Regions from separate parts of the Sus scrofa genome. Here regions 2, 3 and 4 are each linked to region 1. A link is a contact called in public Hi-C and targeted proximity ligation data. All regions are on one chromosome and are shown on one strand. The core of a region is the stretch at or near the end of the contact, and the rest is flanking DNA. Distances in the headings are between cores, read along the strand shown. Region 1 holds the start of CRIM1 (cysteine-rich motor neuron 1 protein). Region 2 holds the start of FEZ2 (fasciculation and elongation protein zeta-2). Region 3 overlaps CRIM1 (cysteine-rich motor neuron 1 protein). Region 4 overlaps CRIM1 (cysteine-rich motor neuron 1 protein).

Region 1 (3,284 bases), core at 312-2,811:
AAGGAAGGGGCAGGGCAGAGGGCGCCTGTCCCTCCTCCTCTCAGTTCCTCCAGATGCAGCTCTCCGCTCAAACACCCGGATACCTCCAAACAGCATCAACGTCAACGTCAGCCCAAGGAGGGATCTCACTTTTAACTGATGCTCCTTGAGTCCTCCCAGTAACCAAATAAAAAGAACTCAGTGTTTCTCTTAAGACCCCTAAATCGGACCAGGCCCCCCGAGGCTGGTGGCCAGGGCTTAAGGTTTACACCCCCAACAGTGCTTCTCCCACGGAGGAAGGCTCCACGAATCTAATCACTCTCCCTCCATCAGACACCGCGGTGCACAATACTTAGTGGAAAAACCAGCAGAACAATCCTCGCCATTAAACACACAAATAGAAGTAACTGGCAACACGATTAGAAACACGTGGATATCTGATCTTAAAAAGCAGCCTCTAATAGAAACAACTTTTCACCCCTAGGTCCAAGCCCCCCGCTCTCCGCCCCTTCATTCAGGAGAGAAAGCCTCTGACCATTTTCAATAGGCAAATAAATGAGTAACCACCGTATGTAACTTCCCTTGGGCTGACATATTCCGGAGCTGAAATTGATTTATATGCGCAGGAGGAGGAAGGGGGTGACGGAAAAGAGCAAGGAAAAAATAATAAAAGAGTCACACAGGGAGTGTGAGCTGGAGACACGTCTCCGCCAGCAGAAAATGGACTTTTGCGGACACGGTGAAGCACTTGGTTCCACACTGCGCTAGTGCGGGGAGGGCGGCAGGGGCTGGACTCCCCGAGGGGCTCGCGACAGCCTCTGCAGTGCCCCCTGCCCGTGGCGCCCCCACGTCGGGGAGCACAGCCGGGACACCCCACCCAGCCGCAGCCCGATAGGCCACACGTGTGAGCTTCTGTACGCGGCCGGGGGCGACTCCCCTCTCTCTAGCCTCCACCCACGAAATCCAACCTCAACCGCGGCCTGCCAGGCATCAGGGGGAACAGCGAGCGGGAACCCAGGGACGCGGGGCTCTCTGCCGGGGGCGGGGGCATCCCTCCTCCCGCGGAGCCCTCTCTCCTCGGGAAAGTCTCAGCCAAACTTTGTTCCGCGCAGCCAGCGCAGAGGGGGCGGCGCGGGCCAGGTGGGAGGGGGCACGCGGCGGGCGGCCGTACCTTCGCAGACGCCCACTTCGTACTCGGTGATGGAGTCGCCATTGAGCGGGGGGCGGATGACACAGCGCAGCCCCCGGTCGCAGGCTCCGTGGAGCCCGTAGGCGCCGCCGCAGCTCTCGTTCCTCTGGCGGGCGCACATGTAGCAGCAGCCGCAGACGCCCTGCACGATGCTCCCGGGGCAGCTCCTGGGCTCTTCGCACTTGGACTCGTCGCAGGGCAGGCAGACCAGCGCCCGGGTGCCAGAGCGCGCCAGCAGCAGCAAGAGCCCCAGCAGCGAGCCGGCCAGCCCCCTGCCCCCCGCCACCAAGTACATCCTCCTGCGCCGCCGCCTCCTCCTCGCAGTCGGGCCGGGAGCGGGGCGGGCGCCCTCCCCTGTGCGGGGCACACGCGCCGCCGCCGCCGCACCCGCAGCCCGCGGTCCTCGCCGCCCCCCTCGGGGCCCCCGGGGCGCGCCTCCCCTGGCGGGGCGAGGCCCCCGCCCCCTCTGCGGGCCGCGCCGACCCCGAGCCCACTAGCGTTGGCGCCAGCGGGGGCCTCCCCTCTTCCTCCTCCTCCCGGGAGGGAGGGGGAAAAAAGAAAAAAAGTTTCCTCCCGGCAGCTCCGGTTCAACCCAAACTTCTGGCGGCGGCGGCAGCGGCTGCGCCCGGCTCCAGCTCCGGCTGGCGGCGCCTCCTCCCTCTCCTCCTCCGCGTCGGCCGGCCCCGCGGCAGTGGCGGTTGCGGTGGCGGCGCAGCCTCCGGGCCGGTCCCCGCCTCCCGAGCAGCCGAGTGGGCGCGGTGGCGCAGCAGAAGGTCCGCGGCGTCCGCTCCGCGCGCCTGGTTCGCCTCACTCCTGCGCCGCTCCTCCGGGCGCTTGTTTATGGCTCGAGCCTCTGCCGCTCCGGCTGCGCCCTCCCCCATCCTACCTCATCCCCCAGCCCGCGCCGCGCGCCGCTCATTGGCTGCCCCCCACCCCTCCCGGCCCGGCCGGCTCCCTCCCCCTCCTCCGCCCTCCCTACCCGGCGGCCGGGCCCTTCCTCCCTCGCACGCCTCCCCCCACCCCCCCCACGCTCCTCCTGTGCCTCCGGAGCCCGGCGCACCGAGCCGGCCCTGCAGCGGGGTCTTCGCGCGCCTCGCCCGTTCTGGCGTCGCCCGCTCGCTGCGGCTCGGGGAGCGAGGCGCATCCGGCGAGCTACCAGAGTCGCGGCGTCCCGAGCGCCCGCCGGCCCCAGGTCCACCGTGGCTGGCCTGGGAGTCCTGAGGGCGAGACGGCTGCACCTCCGGTGCCGGCTTTGAGTTCCGAGAATGGCTGGGGACCCCGGAGCTCGGGGCGGGGTGGGGGAGAATTGCTGCAGCCCTTGGCTGGAGTACCCGCCGGATCGAACCCCGGGAAAGGGAAGCAAATGCATGGAACCTCCGCAAAACTGGACGAGAATCCATCTTCCACTGGAGCTGGGAATAGACTTTGTAAAAGATCTTATGTAATGGAGTCTCGGGAAGCTCGAGACGCCTCCAGCGAAGCTGCTGGTGAATTAATTAAGTGCTTTAAATCGTCTAGGTAAATATTCCGGGGCGGGGGGACGACTGTTGGGGGCCTCCGTAGCTTGAGTTGCATTTTAACTGCCTACATCTTGTCTGTTTCGTCGCTCTGCCGTCTGTGCCGAGGTACTACATTATCGGAGGGGGCGAGTGGAAAGTGGAGGTGAATTTTTCTCCCTTGAGTAAGGCTGAACACTGGATTACGACAAGTCTTGACATGATTGGACCTGCGTATTTTATGCATCATTAATGTCATCTCACATTGCCCCTTTCCCAAGCTCGTGGACAGATGTGGTGGGTTTTCAATTTTTCATTTATTGTGAACCTACTAATAAAGAAGATCTGGGGTAAATATTCTTTGTGTTAAACCAGGTAAAGAAACAGCTGAAGTCATGCATCCTTGTTTCTTTTATGTAGCTGTCAGAAAAGGTTCTCAAAATGATTGGCTCTGTAATGGCCCACCATTACAGGATGTGTTACATGGTCAATAAAATTAGTGAATTAATAAAAAGTGATTTGGGTCAGTGTGAAAAATAAAACCAGATCTTGTGGCAGGTGTGAGATGGGAATGGCCAGCTGACCTTTTGATCCAAGATGGTCTGGTTTCAGGAAGGTGG
Region 2 (3,284 bases), core at 537-3,036, 250 kb before region 1:
GCCTAATACCTAGAGAAAAATAGATCTTTGATACTTTTAGAACATCACTTTTTTTTTTTTTTTTTTTTTGGTCTTTTTAGGGCTGCATCCATGGCATATGGAGGTTCCCAGGCTAGGGGTCAAATCGGAGCTGTAGCCGCCGGCCTGCGCCAGAGCCACAGCAACTAGGGATCTGCAACCTACACCACAGCCCACGGCAACGCTGGGTCCTCAACCCACCGAGCAAGGCCGGGGATTGAACTTGCGTCCTCATGGATACTAGTCAGACTCGTTTCCACTGAGCCACAACAGAAACTCCCACATGTCTTTCCAGTAATGTTCAGATAGGTGACTGCCAGCTAAGCTAGAATGTTTTCTAATCAACTCCAAAACTATTAATGAGTAATGAGTTCTAGCTCTTGGCCAAGTAGCACGAAACAACCTGCCCCTTCATGGTTTCAAGGGAAAGCAGAAGGTAAAGATATTACCTTTAAAGTAATTATCAACAGTTTCTTGGGTTCAATTCATAGAAGTATCTTATTAAATATGGGACAAATCATTGAAATACGAGATAAAATTCATTGGAAAGGTAAATAGGAAGTTTTTATATTAACATGTATTCTTGAGGATAGGTTTCCATGTTGTCAAGACATGGATAAATCAAACTGGGAAAAATCTTAGTTCTATATTAACTTCATATTTATTTTTCAAAATAGTAATTCATCTTTTGTGACCCAATTATGTCCTCCCCCTCCTTTTTTTTTCCTGTTTTTTTTTTTTTTGGCCCCCCTGGGGGCATATGGAGTTCTCAGGCCAGTACTACCCTGCAGCTGTGGCAGTGCCGGCTCCTTTTACTCACGGCACCAGGCAGAAGAGCCACAGGAGGAACTCCTGTCCCAATTTCTAAATGAAATATTTGATTATTACAGTCCAAAGATAATGCTCCTGTCAACTTCTAGGTATTTATTGCCTCTACATATTCCACTCCCTCAGAATCATAGCTTTTCCCTTATTTTTTTTAATGGTAAAATGGACATAAAATTACCATCTTAACCATATTTAAGTGTACAGTTCAGTGGTATTAGTACATTCATAATCTTGAGCACCACCCATTTCCAGAACTTTCATCTTGCTAAAACAAACTCAATAGACACTAAATAGTACTTCTCTACTTCCAATAATACTTTTTTATTTGATATACAGAATTGATTTCTAGTTTTATCACTCTAGCTACATCGTAAGCCCCTTGTGGGGAGCAGTCATGTATTAATTATATAACCTTATTTGGTACTTACTGTCAGGCAATGTTCCAGGGGCTTTGCAAATACTATTCATAATCATTCATCTTTGTGTGTTACAGAGGATCTAGCCCATGATTTGGCTGTGAGAAACATAAAACATTTGTGGAATGAATTTGGCTACTACTTAAGCATTTCCAAGTAATTATGGTTGACCTTCTGGTTGGAAAGTTACCGGAAGGAGCAGGTTGCCCTGGGGGAATGATTTGGGGAATAGTCCAACACCTGGTGCAAGTTTAAAGAAGTCCTTTATTTCGGCCTCATTTAGGCCAGGTTCCCACTAAGGAAATCAAAGAAGCAGCTATTCTTGAATGATCGACTATAGGAAATGACTCAACGCAGTTAAGGTTTCCATTTCTACCGGGACCTCGATCAACTTAGAAGGCTCAGGAAAAGGCAAGACCCCTAACCTGGGAGTCCCAGCACAAGTTCAAGCCCTGGCGGGTGGGTGGGGGCGGGGCATAGGGTGGGGGCGGTGCTCCGGGGCGGGGCCTGACGGCGGGGAGGGGCCTGGCCGGGGCCGGGGCGGGGCGCGCGACAGCACCGGGCGGCGATGGCGGCTGACGGGGACTGGCAGGATTTCTATGAGTTCCAGGAGCCGGCCCGGAGCCTCCAGGACCAGGAAAACTGTAACGCGAGCCCCGACTCCGGGGCAGGGCCGGACGGGGGAGGCGATGGCTTCCGGGCGCTGGCCTGCAGCTTGGAGGAGAAACTGAGCCTGTGTTTCCGCCCCTTGGGTCCTGGCGCCGAGCCCCCGAGGGCGGCGGTGCGGCCCATCACCGAGTGCAGCCTCCTGCAGGGGGACGAGTGAGTGTGGGCGCCGGCCGGGAGCGGGCGGGAGCTCCCACTGCCCCTCGTCCAGCCCCTCGCCCTGCCCGCTCCTAGCCCGCCCTCGGTCCGCAGCCTTGGCGGGACTCCGGCCGAAGGCTCCTCCCAGCGCCCTTCTTCCGCCTCTGTCTACTCTGGAGTCCCGCCCCTGCCTGTTCTCCCACCTTCTTCCTTGGGGCTTTCGGCCTCTGAGCCTCTGGCAATTTAAATCCCCTGCTCCCATGTCTGCCTCAGCCCTTAACCTCTCTTCCTTCCTAGAAATCAAACCTATTCGGTTTAGAGGGGAGTCTCCTTATATAGAACGCTGTAGTTAGCTAGAGTACCTTCTCGGGGACTTGTGTAGCCTTTCATTCATTCAACTCGAATTTATTAAGCGCCTGCTAAGTGCCAGAAGCTGCTTCTCACTGGGAATACCAAGATGACTGACTGTTACCCCTCTCAAGCTGAGCGCAACCTAGGGTGGGAGTTAGATTTGTAAACAAACATTTGTACGGGTGTGACAAACGCTCTAGGGGATATATGTGCAAAATATGGGGGATTTAAAAGGGCCAGTGTGAGTGTGAAAGAGAGAGACAGAGAGAGAGAGACTATAGAGAAAGTGAAAAACTGGATCCTGATGGATGAGTGGTAGTTTGCCTGGCAGGTGAAGAGAGGTTTACTATTCTAGCTCAGGGATATAGCACATGCAAAGGTACCAACATTGAAGCAGCATTTATGCCACAGGAATTTATTGGTTCCATCTGAGAGCCCAGGTAGTGTGCAAGTCCCCTCAGAGGCAAAACCAGAAAGCTCTGGTTGTTAATCGTAAGGATCTTCTAGTCTCACAGGGAGACCAGTGCATAAACAGGTAATTATTACAGAAATCATCTAAGCACAATGATAGAAAATTCACAGGGATTTATGAAAGCTAGGGGGATGGAGGGACAGAATTTATTTAAACTTCTAGAACCCTAGTTATAATTTGGTTAAATAAGGGTTGTAATTATATACCATGGTTTTACTCTAAAAGATACCGGAAGGAGAGTGTGGGAATTTGATAGTATTATAATGTCTGGGGACAGGAGCCATGGGAGAGGTAGAGGGTGAAATTAACACTGAGGTTGTGGGCAGAGATGGGTTTTCAGAGCATTGATGGAATGGAGAGATTAGAGGTTAGGGAAGAATTCTTGGGAGAGAAAG
Region 3 (3,284 bases), core at 468-2,967, 180 kb before region 1:
CTTTCTCTAACTCCAACAAAGGAATGAGATACTACTATTACCTCGTATTTTACTCTCTCTTAACTGACAAGACATTGCAATCGCTGGCCTGTGAGATCCTTGAATTTTTAGATCCCAAGCAGGGCACATGTTGGGCACAAATGCCCCATCTAGAGAATCAATGGAATGTGAGTGCCTCCTGTTTGAGAAACCAGCTCTACTTTACAAATTTTTTTAAAACATAAAGTGGAGACAAAGAGAAATCACAACGAAGAAGAACTCTGAGCAAATAAATGAGGTCACTAAGAAATGGATAGAGATCTGCGGACAAAGAAGACGATGACGGATTTTTTTTTTTTTTTTTCTTTTTACAGCCATGGACCTTCCTTAGCTAAGGGTTGAGTCAGAGCTGCAGCTGCCAGCCTACACCACAGTCACAGCAACGCTGATATCCTCACAGAGACAACATCGGGTCCTTAACCCCCTGAGCCGTGAAGGGAACTCCCTGATTTTGAATATGCTGGCTTGCTGGACCTTCCTAGACTAAAAGAATATAAGAGTGGAACTCAACTGAAGTCTTATGAAAAACAGACACAGGTGGCCTAGACGCTTTTGGTGAGGCAGAGTTCTAATACACAGTAATTCCATCAGCAAACGATGAAAGGTTTTTGGCTAAAAATGCAAAACGTATTTATTGATTTACCTCAAACCTTGAGTACTTTATCTTGTAACATCTAGCTTCTAATACATAAAGCACATGCTCTTAATTCACTTATATAAAAAGAAAAACCTGAGGCAAATATTGCCAGGTAGGCTGACTCCTACCTCCACATAATGCCTTAATTTAACCAAAGGCAGATCTGACCCCAGTTTTAAGACTTTTCTTGGACGTCCCCTTCTTGCTTTATTTTATTCTGTTTCTTGGGATGGGAGTCGAGGTCTCTTTATAAAGGCCAAGAGAGCCTTTCAGGTTTCTTCAACATACGGGAAAGAAGAGGTGATGGATGGCACAGGGTTCCTAGTGAACAGAGAAAGTATAAACGTTCCTGAATTCTCACTGAACTAGTAAACATGGTGACTTCTGGCTGACTCCTACTGCATGCCAGGAGACAGAGTTTCTCAATAACAGAACTTGCTAATCCTTGTATTAAGCATCTGTTATGGGCTGATTAAGCACTTCACATATAGAAGTTCAAGGAAACATATTACTGTCAACTTTAAAAAAGGTCTCGTCTTGTATGGCTTTACAATCCAAGATGCACATACAGGCACATGGAGATGATACACACAGAAATCATTCTGAAAATAGATAATGTAGTCTAAAAGGCAGGCAGGAACCATGACAGTCAAGGAGGGCTGACTAAGAAGGAAAACAAAGTTTCCTTCAGAACTTAAAGGAAACTATGTACGTGAGAATCAGAATATAAAGTCTTGTTAAGAAAACTGTGAGGTAGAAGTCACTGGGCTTCCCAGAGTGGCTGGTTTCTGCACCAGAGGAGTTTCTGCACCTACTAGAGGTGGTTCACCCTGTTGCAGCCCGAGTGCTGCCAGGAAGACTCCACCAGCAGCCTCCTGCAGGCTCTGCGGACTGACTTTAGTCTGATTGCATCTCCTGGACAAAGTGTAATCCTCCTAGAGGGGTGTCCTCCTCTCCCTCATGAGACGGTACACAGTCAGAGTTGGCTTCCTGGACAGAAATAAGAGGCGAGAGGCACCTGCTACTAATCTCTCTGGAAACACGGGTGCTGGCCTCCCTTCTGTGCAGCAGACGTCTGTGAATTAAGAACATGGGGCTGGAGCCTAGATAAGACGATGCCATTCAGAGGTTTCCCCCAACTTAACTAGAACAACTTGAATGTCTGTTTACACAGCCGGGGGCCTGGGGAGGATACTGAAGTGAGAAGAGAAAGCTGCTTATGGGATAAGCAGGATGAGATGCTTCCTAGGGTGGAGGGCAAGACCTAAACAAACTGAAATCAAACCCTGTTTATTTTTGTTGCAACAACTTTAGACCAGTTCCAAGTTAGCACAGGGCCTGACAACCAGAATGTTTTCCGTCTTACACCCTCCAAACAATACACAGAAAAGCACCCCGCTTCCCTGCTTCCCTTCCCTTTCGCTGAAATCGCTCAGCAGGAAGTGGGAGCCCCAGGAGTGCAGTGCAGGGGCCACAGGAACGGGGAGCTCTGAAGATCAGGAGGCACAGGCTGTCTCCTCCAGACGGGGGCAATCTGACTACACACGCCACATGCTCTGCTTCCAGGAATCACGGTGAATCCTGCAGACACAGACTCCTCAGATGGGACTCGTCTCTTCCGGCAAACAGAAAAATAAAAGCGTGCCTTCTCTCTCCCATGGCAACGTTGTCCAGAGGCAGGAGAGGACAGTGAAGCTCTGAGGTCTGGGGCCAGGCACTGCCCCAACACCGCAGCACTACAAAGCCTTAGACTGCACACTGCTTTCACCTGGGTCACACTGAGGTGACTGAAGTGGTCACGGGTTCCAGAAGCCAAGAGTGTGCACCACTGAAGCCTTTTCTCAAATATTCTCATCCTTTAAAATCCTGTCACTGGGATGTGACATCCAGGCCCTTCTCTTGCAAAAAGGCAGGTTCTGCATGTAAAATGAGGCACCAGATTCCATTTGATGCCTTCTCCTCAGCTCATGCGCACCTCGTGTTAGGAGACCTGTAACTGGATGAGCCAATATGTATTCCTATCCTTTTCCATGTTTATAAAGTGCTTTCACATAGGCATATCCTGTCACTTAATTTTCATGGCCCTTTAGTGAAGCACAGGACAATATTATCATTCCCATCTTACAGATGAGGAAACAGAGCTAGAGTTATATCCTATACCAAGACATAGAGCTAGAACGTGCCAGAGATGGGATCATCATGCCTTGGCTCCAAAGTACATTCTCTTTCCAATACACAGAAGATTTTAATGTTAAGAAAACACACTGGAGAAACAGCTGTGAAAAATGTTCCAATGAAGATGCCAGTATCATAACATTATGGCTTAAAAATGTACATTTAGTTCTGTGAGTGGTATATTTTAGAGATGCTGAATTAAATATTTACTGTTTGATTCCTCAGCTGAATTGAATACACAATAATCCACAGATGTTCCAAAGAGATACTATTTGTATCTATCTCTAAGAGAAGATAGCTAAACAAATAAACATAAATCTAAGCAAAAATGAATGCTACAGGAGAGACTGACTTGATATAAAGTGTAGGCACTGCCCCTCCTAAAGAGAAATATTATTAATCATTTGCTAGTTGAAGATCATGATGGAAAGGA
Region 4 (3,284 bases), core at 424-2,923, 130 kb before region 1:
CCTGTGCTAAAATGATGTTCATGTTAAAATTTTATTTGAAACTTCTCTTCAGAGTTGCTTTCAGAGGAAATTACTATGTCAGAGAAGACAGAGTGTCTTTATTTTACTGTCACTTTTTGCTTCCTCTGAATAGTTTTATGCAGCTAGATCACCCAGCCTTTCCACCAGACTTAGATTTGAATGACTCTGACTGTTTCCTAGAGTCTAATAAACCTTTAAAGTCAGGGGTTTACAAAGCTAAGGATATTCAAAAGGATTTGCTAACCTCAGTTTCAGCAGAGAAGTACCAAAAATATTCTGGATGGCTGTATTCCTGCAATAGCTGTACAGTTTTTTTTTCATCTATTTTGAAAGGAAAAGCATGCCACTTGGATGTGTACATCCTGGTACGGTTACAATTAATTTCTTATTGTTTAAAATAATTTTATTACTTTATAGTTGAACCTTGTTTTGGTGGGAACAAATAGAAAAGCTTTACATAAAAAGTACTGTCAGGTGCTTTAAATACATGTCTGTTGAGACCAATTCATTCCTTAGAATTGAGGCAATTAGTGGAAGGAGATGCAGGTGAGGATTTTAAACTAAGATGGCCTAATAAGCCACGGCTAGCAAAGCAGGACATACCTTGAAAGGTAAACAATGTGATTACCAGTTAAAATGTTAAATTCTATTAAATTGACAAAAGCTAAAAGGAAATCAGTTCTGCTGCTTCTGATCAATGGTTGTACCATAAAGAAAATGGAAACCTTCTTTTTAACATCCACAAGCCTTTTCCGAAGGGCATACCTCTTAATAACCTTCATTAACTTCTGTTTGGTTGCCTAAGAGTTGTCTCTTATCCAAAAAAGTCTAACACAGTCTCAGTAGGGATTGTGTTTATTTAAGCTTGTTGGAAAAACATTCCTATCATTTCAAGAATGACTAAATATTTTTCATTCACATAGTTGGCATTCCAGACTATGTTTTCCTGCCTCTGTTGATTAGATGAAAATTAGCAGGCCCAAGTCTGAAGTATTAGATTCGATTATTATCTTTGTAGGAAAATTATGAGACTCCTGGCAATAATGCCCTTTTAGGTGTGGGAAGTGGACAGCAGAGGAAATAAAGAGGAACCTGCCCCTTGCAGGCTACTTCAACAGGGAACTGCTTAACAGCCAGAACTGCTTGCTGAATGCTGGAAAATCAGAGGCAGAGGTTTCTCTAATTGCGTGTTTCAGAATCAGCTCTGGACTATAACATTCTAATGTTTGAAATACCTAGAGATACTTTACATTCCCAGAGAAAATAAAAAATACTGATATTCATTCATGAACAATTTCAGATGCTTAGGTTAAAGGCCTACCCAGGCTGACACATGATCATGGCTATGCGTTTGTTACCTCATATATGACCTTATTTGGACAAGCAAGGAAAAAAACCACACTGGGCTATATTTTAATTTCCATTTATGGAACTAGTTTCCAGGACACTTAGAGTTAAAGGATGAAACAACATGCCTAACAGTCTTTGAACTATTATGAATATTTTATTATTCTTGGCCTACTAATTATAGCATAGTATATGGCACTGAAGCAATACCACCCATAAACTGAGTTTTGATCCCTTTTAAGTACCAGAACACTAATATCATGTGACCCTGTGGCATCTTTGACTTCACTGCCTCTTGGGTCAGCCAAACTATGTTTGATTCCTTGCCACAGAAGCAGTAGCTTAATCATTTGAGATACTGTTTGGTGAGGAAGTATTATGGGCAGGGCTAGAAACATATTTTTCTTATTTCAAGGAATTCCCACCCAGATATGTGCCTGGTACAGACTTTTCCGGCAGCCCAGTAGAAATCTCATTTGAAGGGTAGCTGGATTCAAACTCTACCATCAGAATTTTCAGGGAAGAACAGAGCGCTCCCAGAACATGAGTACTGAACAAGAAGAAGGACAGTCTCCTCGGCAGCTCAAAGACCTCTAGGCCCTCAGAGGACCACAGCACACAATCTAGTGAATGCGCTGAGGCTGAAGGGGCTTACTAAATCCACAGAGGTCGAGATGTGCCTAATACCCTCTCTTCAACACTGTCCCAAGCAGGGACAGGAGTCCCCAAGTAAGGGATCCAAGAAAGCCAGGTGGCAGGAAGAAAGAGAGTTGATGGTTTGCTTTAATCCCATTCCATCAAAGGTCCAGAGAATTATTAAGGATCCAGAGGCAGCGAATCAATCTCTTACTCTCTCACTTCAAGAGCTGGTTAAGTCCAGGTTAGCAGAATGATAAGGCCTGCCTGAAACTCAGCTCAGTTTCAGATAATAACTCTGTAGGTAACACTCAAAGTTTGTATTATGGAAAAATCTTTAAAATACTAAAGTAGAGAACGTTAAAAAAGAATGTATGCATACGTACAACTGGGCCACTGTGCTGAGGAACAGAAATTAGCACAACATTGTAAATCAACTATATTTTAACTAAAAAAATTTAAAAATAAAATACTGAAGTAGATAGAATAATATACCTGGTATTTAGCTGTAATGATCTACAAATAAGGCTGTGATTTCCTGTGTGAAATGGGAAGTGGATTTTGCTTTTGTTTCAGAGAAACAGAAAGAGTATAAAGCAAAGTACCCATTTGCCCAACCATAAGTACGGAATTTGTTTACTAGCAAACTCAACTCCTGATACTGAATGCTACCTTGTAAAATATTACCTATGTTGTTCCCAGTTCTTGAAAAATGATACTCCTGGTGTTGGCTCTGACATCCCCAAGGTCATTGAAACCATCAATCCTCCCAGCTGGAGAGACTGCACACACTGGCCTAAAGAATACTCAGGTCCACCTGAGCAGGGTCCAGCCATGGCCCGAGATGAGAGAGCAGATCAGATTTGACATCAAGTGTGATCAGGGATGGTGGACTTGTCTTCTGCACTGGGTGTCACAGCCGAGCTGGCCTCACACTTGCCCACAAAGCCTGCATTTTTCTCGCTGTGTCATCACAGTTGTGTCATTACATCCTGCAGCCAAAAAATCCCTCCCCCGCACCTCATTTTACCTTTAATTATAAAACAAAGAGATATTTAAAAACAGAAAATGGCGCTCTGTCCTTAGGGTCTCTCTGACATTAGGAATCAACCTAGATAGCATTTATGCCTGGCATTACTGGAAAATAAACTCGTAGATTATTCTCAGTCCCTAATTGTGATATTAAAAAAAATCTAGCTAAAAACCAGGTAGTGGCACCTATATACTCTCAAAGCAGGTCTTAAAAGTGGCAGTGAGCATTAGCCTTGGATGGTCTGGAG

What was found. Hi-C and Micro-C count contacts between places; a contact is called where the count stands out from the background.
Region 2: a targeted proximity ligation map of skeletal muscle shows a contact between it and region 1. A contact is called at or near these places in 1 of 47 Hi-C or Micro-C datasets (skeletal muscle) and 1 of 2 datasets of targeted methods (skeletal muscle).
Region 3: a contact with region 1 is called in a targeted proximity ligation map of skeletal muscle, with 4 times the contacts expected there. A contact is called at or near these places in 1 of 5 promoter capture datasets (liver), 4 of 47 Hi-C or Micro-C datasets (embryonic fibroblasts, fetal heart ventricle, fibroblasts and 1 more) and 1 of 2 datasets of targeted methods (skeletal muscle).
Region 4: a Hi-C map of omental adipose tissue shows a contact between it and region 1, with 2.2 times the contacts expected there. A contact is called at or near these places in 2 of 5 promoter capture datasets (fetal skeletal muscle and liver), 2 of 47 Hi-C or Micro-C datasets (embryonic fibroblasts and omental adipose tissue) and 1 of 2 datasets of targeted methods (skeletal muscle).

What each region holds. Positions count from the first base shown.
Region 1 is chr3:103,813,895-103,817,178 of Sscrofa11.1, forward strand. CRIM1 (cysteine-rich motor neuron 1 protein) reads right to left here and starts at 1,562. Exons shown (of 16, transcript XM_021087639.1): 1 at 1,151-1,562. The coding sequence starts at 1,463.
Region 2 is chr3:103,564,428-103,567,711 of Sscrofa11.1, forward strand. FEZ2 (fasciculation and elongation protein zeta-2) reads left to right here and starts at 1,787. Exons shown (of 8, transcript XM_003481247.4): 1 at 1,787-2,084. The coding sequence starts at 1,831. LOC110260145 (a long non-coding RNA gene) reads left to right here. Exons shown (of 3, transcript XR_002342996.1): 2 at 1,340-1,418; 3 at 1,546-1,714.
Region 3 is chr3:103,636,569-103,639,852 of Sscrofa11.1, forward strand. The region is part of intron 12 of CRIM1 (cysteine-rich motor neuron 1 protein); the gene reads right to left. Among named protein-coding and RNA genes, the nearest start is that of FEZ2, 72 kb to the left of the region's middle.
Region 4 is chr3:103,682,453-103,685,736 of Sscrofa11.1, forward strand. All of the region lies in intron 7 of CRIM1 (cysteine-rich motor neuron 1 protein), which reads right to left. Among named protein-coding and RNA genes, the nearest start is that of FEZ2, 120 kb to the left of the region's middle.